Linked DNA regions of Gossypium hirsutum: region 2 is linked to region 1. A link is a contact called in public Hi-C data. All regions are on one chromosome and are shown on one strand. The core of a region is the stretch at or near the end of the contact, and the rest is flanking DNA. Distances in the headings are between cores, read along the strand shown. Region 1 holds the start of LOC107901351 (zinc-finger homeodomain protein 6). Region 2 holds the start of LOC107901383 (GATA transcription factor 18).

Region 1 (5,219 bases), core at 1,213-3,712:
ACATGTTTTCTTTTTCTTTCTTCTCCTTGTTTTTCCATGGAGAAAAGTAATTGTAGTATATGAAACTTTGTGGTTTAGTGAAAGAGAGCTTAAGCTGTGATTCCTACAGTTTTATAATCTGCAAAAGTTTCTAAGAACTGTAAATAATAAGAAGGATTAGAGAAGAAAGACTGTTTAATTTTGGTAAGCAAACATTTCTTACAAATCAGGAAAATTAAGCAAATATAGTAAGAATGTATGTCCTCCTCCATCTTTTTTTTGTTATTCACATTTTTATATCCAAAAATTATTCTCTAAATCAAATGCATATATATATTCTGTATGAAATTGTTTTGTGTTTTACGAAGAACTTAGATGTCTCTTACATTTGTTCTCTTCATGACTTGTTTATTGTTGTGCATCCAAACTTTGAGAACCTGTCTCTTTACTCCCACTTGATCGCAAAACTGTTGCACTTGTTCATCATCTTGTTTCTGGATTTTCCACCCCAATTTGTCAGCAAATTCCATCATCTTCTTTTTTTGTTCTTGGCTGAACTTGGTTCTGAATCTCTTCTTTGATGAATGTGGGTGTGAAGGTTGTTGCCCTCCTTCACTGAAATGGAACACATGGAGATCTTCGCTCGAGGACTCGGCCGGGCCGCCGCCACCAAAGCTCATCATCAGTGGTGCAACCGACATAGCAGGAGGACTGGCAGACAATCCAAGGGAGAATCTTTGATGGTGAAGAGGTGTTGCTCGTCGAGGAGGACGTACAGCGTTTCTCCTTGTGTTGTTGTTGTTGTTGGTATAATAATAGCTGCTCGGTGCATACTGTGATTCCCCGTTTATTTCTTTCCTGTGAAAACTCCTATGGCATTCACAGGCCGCACATTTCAACGCTTCCGGCGTGCCTTCTTCGCCGCTCGGCATGAATTCCCCGCAACCATCGACCACATGACCGCCCATACTGGCGGCGTGGTTCTTCAAACATTCTTTATACCTAATCAAAGGAGTGAAGCTGATGGTTGCCGACGTTGGACCAGCGACTGGTTGGGGCTCCGGTGTTGGCGGTGATCTGCTGTCTGCCGCAGCTGCTATCTCACCAGTGGTAGCTGTGGAAGCTGAAACTGGATCTGGGTCCGGATCTCTTCTGGGGTTAGGTACTGAAAGTGGATCATCTAGGGTTTGAGGTAGGTTGGGGTCACCACGAACCGTTCGATCTCTTCTTCTTTCTCCCGTAGCTGAATTTACAGGTGCTGAAGAATATGAGTCTTTGTTGAGTTGATTTTTGTAACTAAAAGAGCTTGGCATCCCCATTTCCTTATTATCTTGGCCTCTCAGTTCCATTAAAACCTTGATCTAAGCCTTCGATCTCAGTTTTTTATTATTAGGGAATTAATGAACTAGTAATCTATATGTTCTCAAACCCATCATCATGACCACATGCAATAATTTCATACCCTAATTCATCACCACTTCTTCACTTGATCAAAGAAATAATTAGTGGGAAAGACAAAATTATCCCTGACTTTGACGTTTTAGTGCTAAACCCACCAACTCGTTTCACTAAATCCCGATTTCCTGTTCCTGGAGACGAAACGCAAGTGCTTGAGCAGTGTAGAGACAAATGAAAAAAATTTGAAGTGACTAAAATAAATTTAATTATATATATAAACACCCGAGAAAAGTGATAAAAATATAGTTTTGGAAGCTGAAACAGGAAAGGGGACTATGATATGGGGCCCCTTAGCTGAGACAAGTTTACAAAGAGCTTACCTTGATGAATTAAAACTTGATCACAGATGTTTTTTTCTGTAAGAATCCTCGAAACTCAATTTAAGACCAAACCAAGCAGGAAAGCGTTGTTTTAGCATAAATTAAGGAAGGTGAACTAAGGAGATGGTTGGTAGGAGAAGAGAGGGATAAAGAGAGATTTGTGAAGGGGTTTGTGTTTCCCATCACCCAATTGACCCCATAAAATCCATCAATCAAAGGAAACAGGTGGGTTTGGTTTGTACTCTCAAAAACCAGTGATGAGCATTAGAGGATGGTGGCACTAAGAGACATGGTACAACCGACAAGCCCTCTCCGAGCTTGCACACTGGTCCAGCTCCTAATTATTGCCTCGCCCAACACATTTCATTTTTGGCAACTGACATCTTCTAGTCTCTCCTCTCTGTCTGATATAATCCCCACTCTTTGTAACCCTAAACAAACCCCAAACAAGCAAGGCAAAGTAAGATTCTATGGAGGCAACATATATATATATATATAGTATGTGTGTGTGTGTGTTGAAAGAATTGAATTGAAAGGGTTGTTTGGTTGGCCACACTAAGACAGTTCCATGAGAAACAAAAGCTGATTACGGAATCTCTTAAAGAGATAATCAGCAAGGAAGAGGAGGAAAAAACAAAAAATAAAGAGGAGGAGAGGGGAGGACCCCTTTTATTATCTTTTGTGGGCTTGCAGGAATTAAAGTGAAGATATGGTGGTCCACAGCACTGAACTTGTCCTTTTAGTGTGTCTCGGATTCGCTTTCTCTCTCTTTTTTCTCTCTTGAAGCATGGTTTGTTTCAGTCCAACTGCAGCAAAGTTTTTGGTTCTAAACCTATCTCGATTAAAAGGTTTAGGTAAATTACTCTGTTGGTAACTTAATTTTAATAAAAAAATAAAAAGTTTGCAATATGAGTGTTGTTAGATATTTTTATTATTTTAGTATTAATTTGATCTTATATAGTAACCAAACTTAGTAAATTTTTATTTTTATCACTTATTTTATTTTTCTGAGAACTAATTTTAGTTTTTTTTTCAATAGGAAAACTTATTTTCTTGTTTTTATTTTTCTTTATTTTTATTTTTTACAATTAATTTTAATTTTTTTTCTTAGAAAAAGGGAAGCAAAAAAACTTGAGATTTTACTTTAATTTTTATAGTAAAAATCAATTTATCTTTTTTATTTCTTCTTTTTAATAATTAATTTTAGTTTTTTTAATAAGAGGAAAATATCTAGGGCTTTAGAGAAAGTTATCTGGATTTCTAAAGGAAAAACTTAGATTTTTGGAGGGAAATTTATAATATCTAGTTAATTTCTTTTTCTTTTTTTTTAGAATTTAGTTTTTCAATAAAAATGAAAACGTTATGGTTCACTACAAGAAAAGATTTGAGTTTTCATTTGAAATTGAGTTACAAGTGAAAATTTTAGATTTAATCTTAGCAACTAAATAACTCATTTCCCTATAAAAACTCAAGGTTTTTTTAACAATTAAAAATTAATTTTAAAAATAAAATGAATGATCAAAATGAAAATTTATTAAAGTTGAGTGATTAAAATGAGCATATGTGATGACAAATTAACAACATATAACAAAGATAGAGATAAAAATTAAACCCTGAAACCCGAAATAAAAACCCTCAAAATATAAACAAAAATTCTCTGAAAGCTTGTAAAAGCTAATACCTAAATGTATAATGTGTTATTTTTCTAGGGTGGAAAACGGGCCTATTTATAGGCTAAATTCGTAAGTTAAATAATATTAAAATAATTTACACTAATCACAGTTCGACTGAAACAAATAATCAGAGTTTAACCAGGAGAAAAAAATCGAGAAAATTGCATGACACGTCGCCACGTCGTGACATGGAATTCGCATCGTCAAGACGATGTGGTGTTGCGTCGTGACATCTGCAGCTCATCGGGACAAGGAGTTCCTCCTTATTGCAACGTCACTCTCTAATTGTGTCTTAATTTGACCGAAATGTGAGACATACTCCAAAAATCTTCACATTGACTCATATTTCCACAAGGCCTTCTTTACCAAAGCCCTCCACGGGCCTATCTCGAACTATGCAAGATATTTGCTGAGTCGAAGTTCTGCTTAGAAGCTGAAAGACTTTTAGCCTTCAACTTGTGCACTACCAAATCAAAACTGACCTGGGTCTGTTTTCACTAACGTAGTGCCTTATCTTTTCAAAACCTGCATCCAAAAGAGAACCTCTCTTATACAAAGCGGTTATACCTTTTTCCCTACTATGACCAAGTTGTCTCCGCTTCAAAAGAGTTAACTTTGACTCCTTAACGGACGAGGGACGTCCCATTTCACTAGTCTCTGTTGATCCTTCTAAAACATAAAAACTGTAAATCTTTTTACCTTTCATAAAAACAAGAGTCTCACGAGATACCTTAATGATGTTTGACTCGATGTTAATTCTACAACCCTTCGAGCCCAAATTTTCTAAGAAGATGAGATTTCTTTTTAAATTAGGTACATACATGACGTCTGACAGTGTTCTGATTGTCCTGTCGTGTATCCTGATCTAAACAGTTACTGGATGAACCATTCCTCATACGCACAACTCCACCTTCAACTGAATTGTATGTGGAGAACCAATCCCTGTTAGGACACATATGAAAAGAACACCCCAAATCCATAATCCACTTGGATGTAAGTTCAAAGCTTTCACTTATTGACACCAACAAGAATTCATCACCCTTGTCATCGACCAAATTAGCATCAGCTAAATCTTCCTTGTTGCTCGCAGCAACCCTTTTATTTCGCAGATTGTAATAATCTATCTTGACGTGACCTAACTTCTTACAATAGCGACATCTATTGTTTCGCTTCCTTGATGCTACCAAAATCGAGGCTTGCCTATCTAACTTGCTATTCAAACAAAACTCGCTTGTGAGCTTGTTTTTGCTCAACAGATACATCCTCAATTGAGAGATTTCTCTTTCATAAATCAGAGTCTCCTTACAAGACTTGTTTGAAGGGGGTAAATAGCACAATAATAATATAGTCTGATGTTCATCATAAATCTGAACCTCAATAATAGTACAAACAAAAAATCGAAACCAACAACTAAAAGAAAAAGAAAAAAAAACCTTCAAAAAAAATTGAAAATTGAAAACCATCGGTGGTGTTATCAAAAATTGGTATTTGATTAAAAATTAAAAATGGAATTGGAATTGAAAATGAAAAATTTGACTTCCTAAGAACCGAAAGAATTAAAAAATTGGTTGCATAAAACATCGAAAAAGAAGAAAACATATTTATTTTATAAGTGTTTTAAGTAATTTAATTAAAATTAAATTAAATTAGGAAAAAATATTATAATAATAATTTAAGATCATTTTAATATAAGTTATTTTTAAATTGTAATAATATTTAACTAGTTTCAATAAGCATTTAAATAAAATAAAAGATAAGATAATTTTTAGTATTATAGCTTTATTTTTAA
Region 2 (5,219 bases), core at 1,284-3,783, 270 kb after region 1:
CTCTTTCATCTTAAGTTGTCTAGGAGTTGTGAAATTGAGAGAAATGAAAAAAAGAAAACTGAGGCAGGTTCAGAGTCCAGAGTCTCAACAGGTAAAGCAAACTCCAGTTTCATAAACATTAAAAAAGAAAAGGTACCAATGCTGCATTATGTAGGCAAAACACGTACTTCCTATATCCTTACATTATTACATCAGGGAAGGAAAGAAATATCAGTAATTAAATCTAAAGGTGCTGAACTCATCATATATCTGATAAAAATGTTTCACCTAGTGGGATGATGAAGACCAAGAAACTGGGGGAGGTCAACAAGGGGATGATATGTGAAGAAAGTTGTAACTCTAAAACAGAAATGTTTTACTAATATAAAACTGAAGGTGAAAGGAAAAGTTAAAGAACATGAAAAAAAATATCAAAATCAAAAGCAACTAAGAACATAGGATGATCCCGTTCTTACACCATCTATTGAAGACAGACAAAGGAGACAAACAAAGAAAAGCAAAATTTAAATAAATAAATAAAAAAAGAATTTTTGACTAAACGAAACGAAGACCATGTAAGCGTCACCATCATCGTGATACGTTTCAGTCATTGGTGCATGATCTTGACCGTCAATGGGAACCAGGGTTTCTTTTCCTTTTCTTTTTTCTTCTTTATTCTTTGATTTTTTTTTATCTTGTAAAGTCATGGACAAGGCTTGTTGGCCTGTCTGTGACGTTGAGTCTCCAAGAAAGGTAGGGGATTCCAGTATCAGAATCTCGATCAGTATCGTCAATGAACCTGAATTCATTAAGAGGGGAAAAACATGGCATTTTTTGGTTCTGATGAACCCATGAATTGTTGTGGTGATACTGATAGCCATGGTGTTGCTGTTCCAGCATTGAAGCTGTTGCACTCGATGAGTTGTTTGCATTTGCTGCTGTAGCTCTTCTTTCTTCTTTTTTGAATCGAATCCCGCAGGCATTGCAAAGTGACTGCAATTAACAAAAACAAGGATATAAGGTTGTTTGTTTTTTTATCCCGAAGAAACAATGGAGAGATTCGGATTTGGAAATTTTGGTATACCTTTGGACCCCTCGGCCCGTTCCTCCAAAGTGGGGTTGAAGTAGTGTCGCAGTTGGCGCAGCGGCGAGCTAAGAGAGGATCGTTGCCTGAGCCGTTACTGCTATTTCCATTGCTTCCACGGCTAGCTTTGGTGGTTTGGTGTGAATAAGGTGCGCTCTTGTTCTGCAACATGTCCCAGCAATAGTTGGAAATGCAAGGGTTACTACGTTCATGGCGGATATGCTTGTCGTCGTCTTCACAAAGACGAGTGGATGGAGTTCCCAAAGAGAGAGTGCAATCAACGGAAGAAGATGAAGAGGGCATGAAAGGGTACATGTTGGTTTCATCGCAAGATCGGTGGTTCGGCATGGAAAATAGCCACGAGGAGTTGCTTTGGCTTTGATACAGGCCACATGAACATGGACCCACCATGTTTCCCTGAGAGCTACTGCACCTGTGCATTGTTTTCGCAATCGGTTTCTCTATGAATATGTGTCAAAGGCCTAACTATACCCACTGTCACCTCAATTTCAGCACTATGGGATGACCACGAAGATCGAATGGGGGTAGATTCAGAATGATCAAAAAACCAACCAACAATCGCCAACTGATCAGTGAGAACAAAATGAAAAACGAAGAAACAAAGGGATTGAAGATGAATGGAAAAAGAACAAGCTAATGTAATTGAAAATAGAAAGAATTTGATGGTGGGAGTGTATAGTTAAAGGGCAATGGCAGGATAGTACGAGCCAAATAGTAAAACTGAGAGCCAAGTGCAATAATATAGTGTTTGAATAAGAAGTTGAGAGAAAAGAGAGAGAGAGGGGGGGACTGAGAAGAGTTGTTGTCTGGTAGCTTTATAAGCTAATAAAATGGCGAAATACCAGTCAGCACCTGTAGTCCACGTTGTCGTCAAATGCAAATGGAGAGATGTACATGCTTGTATAGCAAGAGAGACATAAAGATACAGACAGAGAGGGTCCCAGGTTGCATGTTACAGATAGAGAAATAAACTTTTAGAAAACCTCCCCAAAAAAAAACACAATAAACTATGCATAAATATAGTTAAAATACTACTAGTATACTTGTACTCTTAAATATTAAGTAAAGAGAAAAAAGAAAAATAAGTCGGCCAGTCAGAGTCTGGGTCAGGGTGGAGGGGATAGTATAGAGAAATAACTAATAAGGCTCTACTATTTGCAAGTTGAGGACTAGGTGGTGTTGTGGGCAATGGAATTTATACTCCAAAACTGAAGGGGAAAAGGGAGGTGGGGGAGGGGGGGGCGCTCGTAACAAAGCAAAGCAATGGGTTGGTCATTGGGTAGTCAAAAGAGGGCCACGTGACTAGCGGGAACAGTCTTCCATGGATCTGCCTTCTCCGATCACGAGGCCCTATTACTCTAAAACCCAATACATCAAAACCTCTGTCCGTATCCGTATCTCTGCCCCCTCTCCTCTGTCATTGCCAGCCTCCCAAGGAAAATGGAACATTTCCACCCCTCCCCGCCCCCCCACGCCCCTTCTCTCTGCGGCGTTTTTCCCACGCTCCAGTCCCCACTGCCGAAGGGTATTATTCATTCCCAGGATTTTATACCTTTCCCTCGTGCTCTCAGTGTAATAAAAACACCATCGTTTTGATTATAGTTTGAAAGAAAAATTAGTGTCTGAAGTTTAAAATTGTTGTTTTCCAAGTTGGATAGAGAATAAAGACATATTTTGTAATTTCCCATAACCATTGATCACTTAGTAATACTTGTTTATTTAAAATTTTTGTTGGTTTGTGATATCTGAAAGGTTTTAACTTTAACTATGTCTTCAATGATCAGGTATACAGGAAGGAGTTAGTGATTGTCACGCACTGGTTTTGGCAGTGGGGGAAGGATAAATTAAGTTGATAAATTTATTTATAAGTGTATTCAGCGGAGCTATGAACACTGCTATTATAACAACGGCGTCTCCGTTAGTTGTTATAGTCATAGGCAAGTCCAATCCATTCGTCCCTTCAAAAAGAAAAAGATAATCAAGTTTTCAAGGTTACTATGATAAGAACCAAACCGTACCCTGGAATCACGTGAACCTCTCTCAAAAAACCAAAGCCAATATCGTCATGATAATCATCTCTTCATGTTCCGTATCTAAAACCCATCACCACCACCCCGAAAAAGCCTTTTGGTTTCTAGTATTTTGTCTTAGCAAATAGTAAAATCCCCAACACTGGAAACAAGGCTAAAGGGGAAATGAAATGAAAAAAATTAAATTTAAAATAAAGGTATCAAAATGAGATACTCTGCAATCATCAAAGCAACAAACATCTCTGTTTCTACTTAGCTTACCAAGAGAGAAAGAAAAGAAAGATGTTTGAGTCAAAGATGGGAAATCACAAAAAGAAAAAGGTCAAAAATTTTGAGAAATTAAGAAACAAAAAAAAAAAAGGGAACACTCAGAAATGACCCCACATCATCATGGCTAAACCCCAAACCAAAATAAAAAACCCAAAATAATATTCAATTGATCTCATGAAGAATATGATGGAAAGATTCAAAAAGATATGAAGAGAGAGAGAAGGAGAGGAAAAAAAAAAGAATCAGATCGTCTAGAGATTGGTGAGGGGCCTTACTTAGTTCGACAAACGGGACGGCCACCGCTTTCCAAAAGATGCTCTTCTCACCGCTTTGTAAACCACGAAAACACACACAAAAAAAACCCTGTGAGTAGCCCGAGATAGTGTCGCCATTTCCAATCATCATTTTCCGCCACGCGACCCACAAATGATCGATGCGAGCGTGGAGAACACGCCGAGGAGAGGAGAGTGGGGGAGGAGCTCAAATGCCCATAAAATTCGAGGAGATTTTTTTTAATGGGAAACTCTGGGATTTGCTTAATCATCTCAAACCCACGAAACCCATCGAAGATGATTTAATGTTTTGGATGGCGTTTTTATTTTTTTCATGCTCCCGAATTTAATCATGATGCTATGTGACTCGTTGGGGTGGGGTCCACTAATTTTAGGGCTTAGGATAGTTTTTATGGTTTTTCCAAGGGAAATCAAAGCAGATCGTCTCAGGGTTTTTTTCAATTCTCAAGGTGCCACGAGGGTATCGTGAGGGTGTAGATTTTGTTTTATTTTATTTTTAAAAATGTAAAAAATTGTAGAGTTGGGTTGGGTTGGGTTTTGCATGCCATGCATGGCATGCAAAAATGTGATAAACAAGGAAAGACCCTTGCAACAGGCTTTTAAATAATGAGAGACCGCATTAATTTAACATTCCTCAAAAGCAACGAGAATACAACTGGAATGTTTCTTGGGAGATTGAGTTTTTTTTTTTTTAATGAAGGATGGGAAAAGAAAAAGGTAAGTTGAGAAAAGGAGTGTTTGTTTGAAGAAGAAGAAGAAGAAAAAAACAAAGGATCCGACGACCCAACGGACCAACATTTAGAAAAAGGAGTGCTTGTTTGAAAAACAAATATAGTAAGCCGTCCTATGAAAGATAAGTTGTTGTCAGTATCAATGGGCATCTAATCTAAGGGTCACTGTAACCTCTAATTGTCGCCTCCAAGGAAGTCTAATCACTATCTTCCTAAACCTTACGTTCAAATTTAGCACCTTTTTCTTTTCTTTCTTTGGTTTTACGAGTTTATCCCAAGGATTAAACTCCTTGCACTTGTGCTTATCTGAATTTCATTTATTTAGATATACCAACTTATACATGGTTACATCAAATATAAATCCTAAAACCAAACCCAAAATAATTAAGTAAAAAAAAAAGATGGTTAGAAAAAGAAATGGATGAATGCCTTAGAAGGGTTAGGTATCATTGGACTGGATCTAGTCTTCCTTGACTGTCATTTGTATGCATGTCCTTTACGTAAACCCTTCCTTTTTTTATTTTTCCCTTCTTTAAATACTTTGAATCTCTATCTATAACCCTTTTTTCCCTGCAACAAAACACAAATTTCCAAACCCAAACATTTATATTTTAAATGCTTTAAGCTTACGATATGGACACTCTTTTTTTCTTTTTTTTCATCCGCCATTTTCTTTTATGATACTAAAATATTGAATCATAACGTTGAATCAACAGTAAGTTTTTTTCTTTTTGTGGCAGTAAATTCCATTCAGTTGTACCCTATAAAGATCCTATATATTGAATATAATTTGTTGACTGGTCTTTTCCAA

What was found. A called contact is a pair of places that touch in the nucleus more often than the background predicts.
Region 2: a contact with region 1 is called in a Hi-C map of leaf, with 2.8 times the contacts expected there. The contact joins the promoter of LOC107901383 here to the promoter of LOC107901351 in region 1. A contact is called at or near these places in 14 of 34 Hi-C or Micro-C datasets (anther, callus, hypocotyl and 3 more).

The regions. Positions count from the first base shown.
Region 1 is chrA11:26,735,105-26,740,323 of Gossypium_hirsutum_v2.1, forward strand. It overlaps LOC107901351 (zinc-finger homeodomain protein 6), which reads right to left and starts at 2,463. Exons shown (of 2, transcript XM_016827312.2): 1 at 1,758-2,463; 2 at 157-1,568. The coding sequence starts at 1,328. The coding sequence ends at 351.
Region 2 is chrA11:27,007,052-27,012,270 of Gossypium_hirsutum_v2.1, forward strand. It overlaps LOC107901383 (GATA transcription factor 18), which reads right to left and starts at 2,534. Exons shown (of 2, transcript XM_016827377.2): 1 at 1,064-2,534; 2 at 218-972. The coding sequence starts at 1,504. The coding sequence ends at 670.